Linked DNA regions of Mus musculus: region 1 is linked to region 2. Evidence: chromatin contacts called from public Hi-C data. All regions are on one chromosome and are shown on one strand. Each heading gives the region's core, a stretch centred on a gene start, on an enhancer-like site or on the middle of the called end of the contact. The rest is flanking DNA. Distances are from core to core; before and after follow the strand shown.

The links. Hi-C and Micro-C count contacts between places; a contact is called where the count stands out from the background.
Region 1: a Hi-C map of cerebral cortex shows a contact between it and region 2, with 10 read pairs. The contact joins two enhancer-like sites. A contact is called at or near these places in 1 of 15 datasets of contacts at CTCF or cohesin (large pre-B cells), 7 of 484 Hi-C or Micro-C datasets (Sertoli cells, cerebral cortex, cortical neurons and 1 more), 2 of 115 datasets of contacts at active chromatin or transcription factors (embryonic stem cells and neural progenitor cells) and 5 of 9 other capture datasets (adipose tissue, embryonic stem cells, liver and 2 more).

Annotation. Positions count from the first base shown.
Region 1 is chr1:87,706,283-87,711,911 of GRCm38.p6, forward strand. It overlaps Inpp5d (inositol polyphosphate-5-phosphatase D), which reads left to right. Exons shown (of 27, transcript NM_010566.3): 20 at 1,814-1,927; 21 at 3,336-3,418; 22 at 4,783-4,870. All of the region lies in intron 3 of Gm33470 (a long non-coding RNA gene), which reads right to left. Among named protein-coding and RNA genes, the nearest start is that of Gm33470, 16 kb to the right of the region's middle. Within about 2 kb of position 3,474, at least 36 of the 459 cell types and tissues checked have an H3K27ac peak or open chromatin away from gene starts, as enhancers often do. A contact at or near this core is called in cerebral cortex, where this site is marked.
Region 2 is chr1:87,585,998-87,591,211 of GRCm38.p6, forward strand. All of the region lies in intron 2 of Neu2 (neuraminidase 2), which reads left to right. Among named protein-coding and RNA genes, the nearest start is that of Neu2, 15 kb to the left of the region's middle. Within about 2 kb of position 3,349, at least 17 of the 459 cell types and tissues checked have an H3K27ac peak or open chromatin away from gene starts, as enhancers often do. A contact at or near this core is called in cerebral cortex, where this site is marked.

The sequences.
Region 1 (5,629 bases), core at 2,224-4,723, 120 kb after region 2:
TCCAATTTATTTAATTCCATCTAAGTTTAAAAACGGACTCTAATTAAAGAAAATATTAGTCCAGTGTTAGTGTGGGTGCATAGTAGGTTGAGATGGTGAAAGCTATGTCGGTGGGATGTGGATGAAGGAGGGGAGGGAAACTGGAATAAACTCATGCTTTGAGCCACAGGTATGGTTGCAAATTGCCCAGCCCAGCCCTGGTTGCTGAGCTACCCTTTCTGCAGCAATGGCTGGGTGTGCCTGTTAACAAGTCCATCCGGTCCTATCTTAGGTGACCAGGAAGCCATGCTGTCATCTCCTCTACCCACTTCTGTGCAGCAGATAACTGATTTAGGGATGCTGGGTATGGGTAACCCAAATACAGACAGAGAACAGCTGTCTCACTCTATGGCCTCTGTGCTGAGGGATGTAGACGAAGCTAGACCTCTGTCTTTCCAACCATTGGATCAAACATCTGTGGATCTGATGTGACCTCCCTTCTCCACCCAAGTCTTCACACCTGTCCAGTCTCCTTCCTACATCTGGCCACCTTTATAGCCTTTAGGCTCCACCCCTTCCTGCTCATACCTGTCCCCTCCTTTGAGTTTTTCAGCATTGAAAGAGTAGCCTCTATCACCTCCCTCTTTGTCGGGCTTGGTTTCCTTCTGCTGGGATTCAGCACACAGCAGGTGCTTGAAAATATTGGTCACCAGTTTGGAGTTTTGATGGAACATTTGTCTAAGCAGAGTCTGGCCAAGGTGATGTGGGGTTTAGAAGGAGAGAAAGAAGACTAAGAGGCATGGTGGAGGTTGCTGTCAAGTGGCTTAGAATTTATATGAAAAGATAGAACACTTGCTTAAAACCAGTTCAAGATCAGTGTGGTGGTACACTTAGGTGGTGGTTCTAGCCCTTAGGAGGCAGAGGCAGCAGGCTCAGAAATTCAGTTTGAGTCTGACTAAACTACATAGAGTTTGAGGCCAGTTTGGGATACATATAACACCCTGTCCTACAAAACAAAAACAATGATAAAAAACAGATGCTGTGTAAATAAAATAAATGTCATGTAAATTAGCATAGTTATAACCATGATAGCTGAAGGCCAGTAAGTCCCAGATTCCAGAGTAGAGACTGGTTATAACTGTGTCTGAGGAAGTAAGAGCAGGTCTCCCTAGCTGTGGACTCAAAACAGCAGATTTGGGTGTTGAGCCTCTAACTCTCTGCCAGAACTTGTGGGGAAATTTGGTTGTATTAGTGCATGCCTTTAACCCTAGCAGTGGAGCTTAAGAACTTGATGCAGGAAGATCCCAAGTTTGAGGCCAGCCTTGGCTACATAGTGAATTCTAGACACACCTGTTCTATATAGCAAAAAGGAGAGAGGGACAGAGGGAGAAGGAGGAAGTAGGAAGGGAAAGACAGACAGACAACAGAGACAAAGAGACAGACGGGTGGGGGGAGGGAGGAAGAGAATTAATTAGTTGGGAGACTAGAGTGAGGTTGAGAGGTTGCCCGAGGCCACACAGATTATTGTCAAAGCTGGGATTGTAGCCATATCTTGGGTCCTTGCTGTCTTTATTCTTCCTGACCTGCACCCTACATGAACAGCTTGTGACAGACCAGAGAATCTGTGGCCATCAACAGAGATGCTGAGCTTGGGTCAGGAAGCTTTCCTTTAAGACAAATCTCTCCTTCCAACCTGGACATTTCCCATCTGTGGGCCCTCAGAGGGAGCCTGGCAGAGTGGGTGCACAGAGAGGAAAACCCCAGAAAGAAGCTGGAACCTCCATCTTCAGTTCAGGTACAGTATACAAATAAATCCTAGTCTCCCATGCTCCAGGTCCTGGCACTGTAGATAGCCAAGGGCAGATCGAGTTTCTTGCATGCTACGCCACACTGAAGACCAAGTCCCAGACTAAGTTCTACTTGGAGTTCCACTCAAGCTGCTTAGAGAGTAAGTGCCTTGTGAACTACCCTTTGGGGAGGTTCTTTCACATAACTACCTTTCCATTGATAACTGGTTGATCCCTCACCCAGTTCATTCGTTTTCTCTCTCTCTCTCTCTCTCTCTCTCTCTCTCTCTCTCTCTCTCTCTCTCTCTCTCTCTCTCATAAGAATCCATGGATGGACCCCTCAGTGGGTTCAGCAAAGGTGGGGTACCTATGGGGCTACCCAGTGGCTATGTGGCCCTTTCCCCACCCCTGTGGTTTGTTCTTCTACTGCCTCAGCCCTAGAGATAGAGGCAGCCACTGGTGTCCATGTCCCTGTCCCCTAGGTCCCCCCTGTCCCTGACTTGTCCATCAACATTCTCTAGGCAGAATCCATTTGAGTTTCCACCAAGCTGGGTTTGAGTTTCCATTAAGCTGGGTTTGAGTTTCCACCAAGCTGGGTTCTTCTTGCTCAGTGAAAGCCCTGGGCAAAGCTCCAGAATGCTGAAGATCTAACAGGGCCTAAATAGCTGCTACTGCCTGCTTGCTGTTGCCCTGGCCCTCCCCTTGCCCTTTCCATATTGTGGCTCTTGTGTTGTGGGGCTCACTGTGACTGGGAGCAAGGTAAAGATAGACAGCCCATTTCAGGTGGCAACGTTGAGCACTCACCATGCTTATGAAAGATCCTTTCTATAGAACATCTCCAGACATACTGTCTGAGACTCCTATGCAAGAAAACTATATGCTTTCTAAGTCTTCCTGAGATGGTTCAAAGAGTGATGGGGAAGGATAGGAACCAACCTTGCAAACAGAGGCACAGACTGTCTGCTTGTAGAGCCCAGGAGAGCTACCAGCCTTCTACCCCCTCACACCTTTTTGCACCTTCCTTCAATGCATCCCGAACCTTCCTGGGATTATGCCACCTTCACCACAACATCCTGAAGCCCCAGCTCAGCAGCCAGGGTCAAAACAGTTCCAACTGGAATGAGGGGCTTTGTGCGGGTGTTTTTAATAAACTATCGAGACATTTGCATAGATTTCTATGGAAACAGCATATTAGGAGGCTTAAATTAGAATTTCAAAAGGCTGCTATCTTGAGTGTCGTGGGAAGTGGGACGAGCTGTCATGCTTCCCAGTCTTCCTGCCTGCGGTGTGATGACTTCTTTGTTGCCTGGGATGTTGCAAAGAGGAGTCAAAAAGGAGGGGGAAATCTCTTTGATTTTTCCTAAAAATAATTAGACTGTGTTGGCAAATGACCATCCTTCAAACAAAAACAGAATCCCCAGAAAGCCTGACTCCTAATTGGTTTGGAGGCCTCAGAGACATGAGAAGGGAAAGACAGTCCTCCGTGGTCGAGGAAGGCGACCCCTTGGAGACTTTTCTGCCTGGTTCTCACTCTGTGGTCTGCAAACCCAGCTTCTTCTTCTCTAACAGGTTTTGTCAAGAGTCAGGAAGGAGAGAATGAAGAGGGAAGTGAAGGAGAGCTGGTGGTACGGTTTGGAGAGACTCTTCCCAAGGTAATCCAGGAAGAAAATGTGCCTGGGGCAGAGGGCTGCAGCAGTGCAGGTTAGTACGCAGCACTGCAGGCTAGTGTGCAGCTACAGCAGTGCAGGCGAGTATTCAGCTGCAGCAGTGCAGGTGAGTATTCAGCTGCAGCAGTGCAGGCGAGTGTGCAGCTACAGCAGTGCAGGCGAGTGTGCAGCTGCAGTAGTGCAGGCTAGTGGGCAGCAGTGCAGGTTGGTGGACAGCTGCAGCAGTGCAAGTTGGTGTGCAGCAGTGCAGGTTAGTGGGCAGCTGCAACAGTGCAAGCGAATATGCAGCTGCAGCAGTGCAGGTTAGTGTGCAGCTGCAGCTCTGTAGGCTAGTGTACAGCTGTAGCTGGTCTGCCCAGAGTACAGCTACAGCAGGTTCATCCAGACTGTAGCCATCCCAGACCAAAGCCATAGAGACCAGCTTAGACACTGTAGTCAAGGGACTTAGGGTATGCTTTTCATCATGGATGGATGACCTCAATATTCCTAAGTGGTTTTCAGCCCTGCTGTGCCTACTCCCCTTTGGTTATTACCTACTTAGTGTTCGCAGCACTTGAGATTGAATCGAGGCTCCTGCAAGCACTAAGCAAGCACCCAACCATTGAGCTATGTCCCTGATTTCCCTGAACACTTTTTAGCAGCAGGAAGTTGAGGGCAGTGCTGACATCCAGGAGTCTGTCACTCACCAAGCCACATCTCTAGCAAACCACAGAATATTTCAAGCCCAACTGGAGGTTTGTGACACATTTACTCAGACAGGGAGCAGGCCTATGGTGTCTTCTCTAATGCAGCCATAGACCTTGGAGGGGTATGAGGAGAGGGATGGTACTGCAAGTCTCATTTCAGACCTGGCTGCTAGACCTTCCCTTGGCCTCTGGGATATGCAAAGAATGGAAGGAAGAATGGAGGCAATGGACCAGGGACCTGGAAGCTCAACTCAACCCAGTTTAGGAAATGGGGTGGGGCAGGGAAGAAAACTATCTCTCACTTGGCTGAGCAATGGGGTCCACCTGCTCTCTTGGGCATGAAGAGCCAAGACCTGAGTTTGCTTAAAAGAACATATTCAGTTCCGTTTTACTATGTATTTATTTATTTTATGAATGAGTGCTCTATCTGCATGTACATCTGCATGCCAGAAGAGGGTATTAGGTTCCATTACAGATGGTTGTGAGCCACCATGTGGTTGCTGGGAATTGAATGCAGGACCTCTGGAAGAGCAGCCAGTGCTCTTAACCACTAAGCCTCTCTCCAGCTCTCCTGATGCATGCAAACACCAAGACTGCTGACCCCCATTTACCTGTCCTGACCTGCCCTCACCTGTGGACTCTAATCTGGTGTCTCCTCTGCAGCTAAAGCCCATTATCTCTGACCCCGAGTACTTACTGGACCAGCATATCCTGATCAGCATTAAATCCTCTGACAGTGACGAGTCCTATGGTAAGCATCCCAGGCCAGGGACCTCACCGTACCTTAGCCTCAGCCTCTGAAGTGAGGGTGATGGTGGCTTAGCCTTTCAAGAAAGCCTGTCTGCCACCACCCATTGTGCCCTGATGCTGCCACTTCCTCTGTCCCAGAGGGACTTTTCCTAGTGGGTTACCATCCCTGCTCCTTGTCACTTCTGGGTGCCACAGCCAGTAACCTCCTGCTTAGCCTTGCTGAGTGAGCTGCAGGTACCATGTAATTTAATCTTAGCCTTAAGAGGCAGGTTCTGTTCCCCAGTGAGTAAATAGGTAAACTGAGGCTCATAGAGGTCAAGTGACTCCCCCCAGGTCACACAGATAGTCCTCAACTGAGCTGTGGCTTGAGCCTGAGTCTGCCTGTGCCACCGTGTCTCTCGTTAGTCCCTAGCCAGCTCCTCAGACCCAGGTGCAGAACATTAGCCCGTCCCTGCTGCCAGGTCAGCTTTCCAGTCTGTCTCCTTTTCCTTTCAGACTTTTCCTTGTATAGAGATTTTAGACTGACTTACACTCTTACCTGTTTATCTGATTTTGTTTATTTCTTGTACTGTTTCAAACCTTGGGAAGTAAGCTTTCCCTATAGCAACCAGATTAACATTTAATACCATTTCTTAGATGGATTTTTCTAGGATTTAATTTTTCCCTCAGCATTGATCTGTATAGAGTTCTTTTTCCTATGAGGCTTCAGACATTTGCCCCAGATTGCTAAGGCATCGATTGAAAGGGTTTGTTGGCAATC
Region 2 (5,214 bases), core at 2,099-4,598:
GTCTCTCTCTGTAACCCAAACCCATTATATAACTCAGGCTGACCTCTTGTAAGGACACTCCTGCCTAACCCTCCCACATGCTAGGATTACAAATGCAAGCCACCACGTTCAGCCATTTCCTTAATCTCCTGTACTTAATGCACTTTGAAACAACTCTTCAAGGATCCATCCATCAGTCAGCTGTCGGGGGAAATAAGCTATCAAAGCACTGACATGATCTATGAGTGTCAATTTGAGCAGGAGGTTTCTCGGGGCTCCTTGTGTGGGCTCGCCTGTGGGTAGATGTGGTGGTGAATGAGAATGGCCCCCACGGGCTCATCTGTTTGAACACCTGATCATCAGGGAGTGGTGCTACTTCAGGAAGATTAGGAGATATGGCCTTCCTGGAGAAAGTGTGTCGCTAGAGGTTGAGGTTTGAAAAGCTCACGCCAGGCCCAGTGACGCCAGTCTTCCCTGCTGCCTGTAGATCTGGATGTAGAACTCTCAGCTACTTCTCTAGCACCACATCTGCCTGAAGAGCACTATGCTCCCTGTCATAATGACGATGGACCAAACCTCTGACACTGTAAGCCAGCCACAATTCAATGAATGCTTTGCTTTAAAAGAATTGTCTTGACCATGGTGTCTCTTCGCAGAAATAGAAAACCACTAACCAGCACAGTGGAGTACCAAAGAGAAATCCCGAGTCCATGTCAACTTGACTATCTTTCAGAACTGGATAGAGAGAGCCCAAGAGCAAGAGGACCCAGCAAGGGCCATACAGGGGGCCACTGTGCCTAGGAAGTAGACAGGTGAGGCAGGCCTCCCAGGAAGTAAAGAGCTGACAGGGTGTGCTTAGCCCTGAACCAGGGGACATTTTAGACCTGAGTAGCCAATAGGATGGTATCATGAAAGGACTTTTGTCCAGTATAAAAAAGGAAATAAAAGAGGAAATCCTTTCTCCCTCTTATTAATTATTAATCAAGAAAATGTCCCCGGAGCTTACCCACAGGCAGATCTAATGGGTTTAGATTTTCTCAATTGAGGTTCATCTTCTCAGATGACTCTAGCTTGTGTCAAGTTTACAGAAATAAAAAATAAAAGCCAACAAGGAGGCATGCAATATCTGGTAGCAGTTAGAAAAGACTCTTTCAGAACTCAAAGGCCACCTCAGCTCACACAGAAAATATTACAAGAACAGCCATCCTCTATGAAGACAGGAAATTTTATTTGAAACCCACTCGACTTTAGCTACCTTTTGATGTTTCCTGTGTTCAGCCCATCCATGTCCTTCAGGGAACTGGAACAAGATGGCGCATGCTTTGGCGGTGTGCCCCAAGTACTTGTCTATCTGGGAAAGGTCATGGAGCAGTGGACATGGTGGGCCCAGAAGATAAGAGTTCATCGCCAGGTGATGACATCTACTGGGTCTCTAGCCTACCAAATGCTAGATTAAAGTTTAGATGGGTTATCTGGTCCATTCCTCATGGATAACATCCACCTGTCTATCATCGGATAGAGACACCAATGTTGTGTTAGGAAGTACTTCAGACATTAGCAAGCAAGGCATTCAAGATCTTTGTTCTCTGTAGGTAGCTGTTGAACAAGAGATGGGGTGAGATATATTTTGGAATTGACATGGCCAGGAGAACATTGTGTGGGCGTGTTTGAAGGGAAATGGGGAAACTTTTAAAGGCAAAATGAGGTTTGTGTAAGTAATTTCAAGGTAATTCTTAGCTACAAGGATTATAACAAGGATTACGGTGGCCTCCATCTGAGAATGGACAGGATAGCTGTTCTTGCAATATCTTCTGTGAGCTTGAGCTGGCCTTTGTGTTCTGAAAGAGTCTTTTCTAACTTCTATCAGATATTACATGCCTCCTAGTTGGTTTTTAAATTTTCTTTCTTTTTTTTTTTTTTTTTTTGTCAATTTGACACATGCTAGAGTCATCTGAGAAGATGAACCTCAATTGAGAAAACGCACCCATTAGATCAGCCTGTGGGTAAGCCCCTAGGGACACTTTCGTGATTAATAATTAATGTAGGAGGGCCCTGCCCACTGTGGGTGGTTCCATCCCTGGGCTAGTGATCCTAGGAGAAAGCTAAGTGAGCAAGCCATGAGGAATAAGCCAGTAAGCAGTGTTCTTTCTGTGGCTTCCGCTTCAGTTCCTGCCTCCAGTTTTCTGCCTTGAGTTTCTGCCCTGTGACTTCCTTGAGAGTTGTAAGATAAAATAAACCCTTTCTTCTCCAAGTTGCTTTTGGTCATGGTGTTTATTATCACAGCAATGAAGAAGTACATTAAGAAAATGCATGAGTCCACTGTTTGGGGGCCTTCAGGTTGATGCTGCTTTATTGTCAGGGCTGCACGAAGGGGGCTCTGTTCTGACTCTGGGTACCTTCATGCAGCTTAGGATCTATGTGAGTTTTTCCATCTTCATCTTCAGAGAGCCTGAGGGTCCAAGGAGTCATCCAGCTTTCAACAGCTGAACCAGAGTGACAGCCAGGCTCTACGTGACCCTGACCTGCTCCTCCCATGAAAATTACAATTTTCCAAACCCCAGGAAGCCTATTCCCACGGAGTACATGTTGCTCAACGCTTCCACTTGTAAGAAACAACTTGACGCACGCTGCCCTAGGTCATCACTGATTCAGGAGTTCTTCCAGACTAATGAGAGGCAGCATCCTAATTAGGCCAGGGCTGGGCCTACATGCCAACATGACCCCTGAGGTGTGCCTTGTCAGACAAGTGGGAGGCAAGTAGGAGGACTCTTTTTGGTGTATATAGGCATGAACTTACTGAGAGGCTGAGACTGGAGTCAAGGTCAGGGGACTACAGGAGCCACAGAGACATTCTAGAAACCAGATTCCCACTGCCTCTGTCCTTACACAACCAGGCCTCGCTGGATCCTGTTTAGCACATACTCCTGAAGGTATGGCTTATCTCTCATTGATTCACATGTCCCTCAGATGACATAAACAGGAGTTCTTGATGCTAGAGCATCTTGGGAAGTGATGTCAAGGTATGGGGTACTTTCTGTGGAAAGTATCCCAGACCTCTTTATCCTTCCCCATAATTACTGATGTTTGCCTGTACTTTGGGGTCCTGGAAGTCATGGAGAGGGCATGGTTGCTGGAGTTTTCTGGTAGACAGAAGGTGCCAGGTTGTAAATTATCAAGCATCTCCTTGAAGAGAGAAAGTCAACCAGCAATGAGATATCTGGCTTTGCAAGCTGTGTGCCAGACTGGGCCCCCAGCAGGAATGGAAGTGAAGGCAGCAGGACCTTGGGCTGAGTGTCTGTGGGGTGTGTGGGGTATGGAATCCGGCAGCTCCAGGCTCAGAGCCACACGCCTCCAGCACCTGAGGCTGTGTACTGGTGGAGAGCCACCCACCACCTTCCTGACCTACTTTTCAGTTTGCTCACGGCTGCTGTGACAGAACACCGATGCCTGCTTTCCTGGGTGTGTGGGAGAAGTGAGTTTCCTCACGGAAGATGCTCCGAGCTTGGCGGCTTCAAGGTCATAACAGTTTCAGTCAGCCTGAGGTAGCCTCAGGGAGACCCAAATGAAATTGTAGTTCCACAGTCCTTTCTGATCACTGGCAATGTCTTGTCTTGAACATGATGGTGCCACCTGTCTCATTGATGGTCTACTGTAGTAAGGCTCGGCTTATACTGAGACCCCTGTCTACCGTTAGCCTCTCAGATCCCGTCCAGGCTCATCCACTGCTGACAGAGGGACTTCACTTAGCCTACTGCTTACTATGAGGAGAGAGAAACACTTGCCCAACAGTGAGCAATCTTTAAGGAGCAGACTAAGTCCAGAAACTGAGTTTGGTGTTTGGGGGTAGAGTGGAGGGACTCTGTATGTGTGGGTGAGTTTAGAGGTCAGAGATCAACCTTGGGTGTCACTCCCCGTGGTCTGTCACTTATGGATATGTGAGCTAGGCTTAGCTAACTAGGGAGTGTCAGGGATCTGCCTGCCCCTGCCCTCCCAGGGATTACAAACGCACCCTATCCCCCATCAGGCCTGGCTTTCACCGCGGTTCTTGGACTTGAACTTAGGTCCTCATGACTTCATGGTGAGCTTTTATTGACTGAGTCATCTCTGCAGCTTTTTGACGCTTGACTCAGTTCTGTTCCCATTGCTCCAGCTGCCACTGTTGGGAGGTGGAGCTGTGCCATGATGCCCTCGAGGGCCCTCGAGACTTCCTCAAGTGCAGAGAGGGTGGTGCTAGGAAGCGCCCTTGCGATCACCTGTGCCTTGGTGACTGTAGTACAGGTGTCTACCATGTGGGGGTATCAGGAGGATTAAATAATGAGTAAATATTTGTAAGTTATAAAATTTGTAAATACAATTGACAAGGATTTATAGAAAATAGTGAGTACTTAGAGAACAAACACAAAGCATTTTGTAAAGACCAGCTGGGTTTATTATTATTATTATTATTAGTGAGAGAAGTATGGGTTGGGAAGTTGTTAGTGGGTGTGTGAGTTTGGGCTGGGTCTGTGGATGAGACACCTCATACTGACCTTAAAGTCCTTTTTCCCAACCTTTCCCATTCCCAGGCTCAGTCTTGTCTCTAATATATAGGGCTTGGCTGTTTAGATAGATCAGTGGGACTGACTGGCATTTATTACTCTGTTGCCTCCACTCCAGCTTCTGTGTACAAAAGGCATCACTCTGAGCCTCGTGGGCTTGTAGAGGGTAGGGCATCTGTGGCTTAGGTGAAGTAATTGTTGTCAAATGCTCAGCCAGTCCCTGGCAAGCACCTATAGATACTGGGAATAATATTGACCTTTTCATCCCTGGTCAAATGTCCACTCCATTAGAACAGGCTTCTTGGCCTATTTTGTTCCTGATCCATCTCAGGTTCCCGGTATACCACATGACCCTGTGACAGGAATGACTGCATTTGTTGCCATCTCTAAGGCAGCCAGATACTAAAGGAAGAATCTAGAAATAGCCATGGACACTGTGGAAACCAGGACTCAGCTTCCAAAAATCAGCACTGACCAGGCCTCTGTCCTCGTTTGCTTTCTGTTGTGATAAGCAAAGAAAACCCAGGGAGGAAAGGCTTCCCCAGGATAACCCATCACAACTGAGGCAGAGACCCCAGGATAACCCATCACAATTGAGGCAGAGACCCCAGGATAACCCATCACAACTGAAGCAGAGACCCCAGGGTAACCCATCACAACTGAGGCAGAGACCCCAGGATAACCCATCACAATTGAG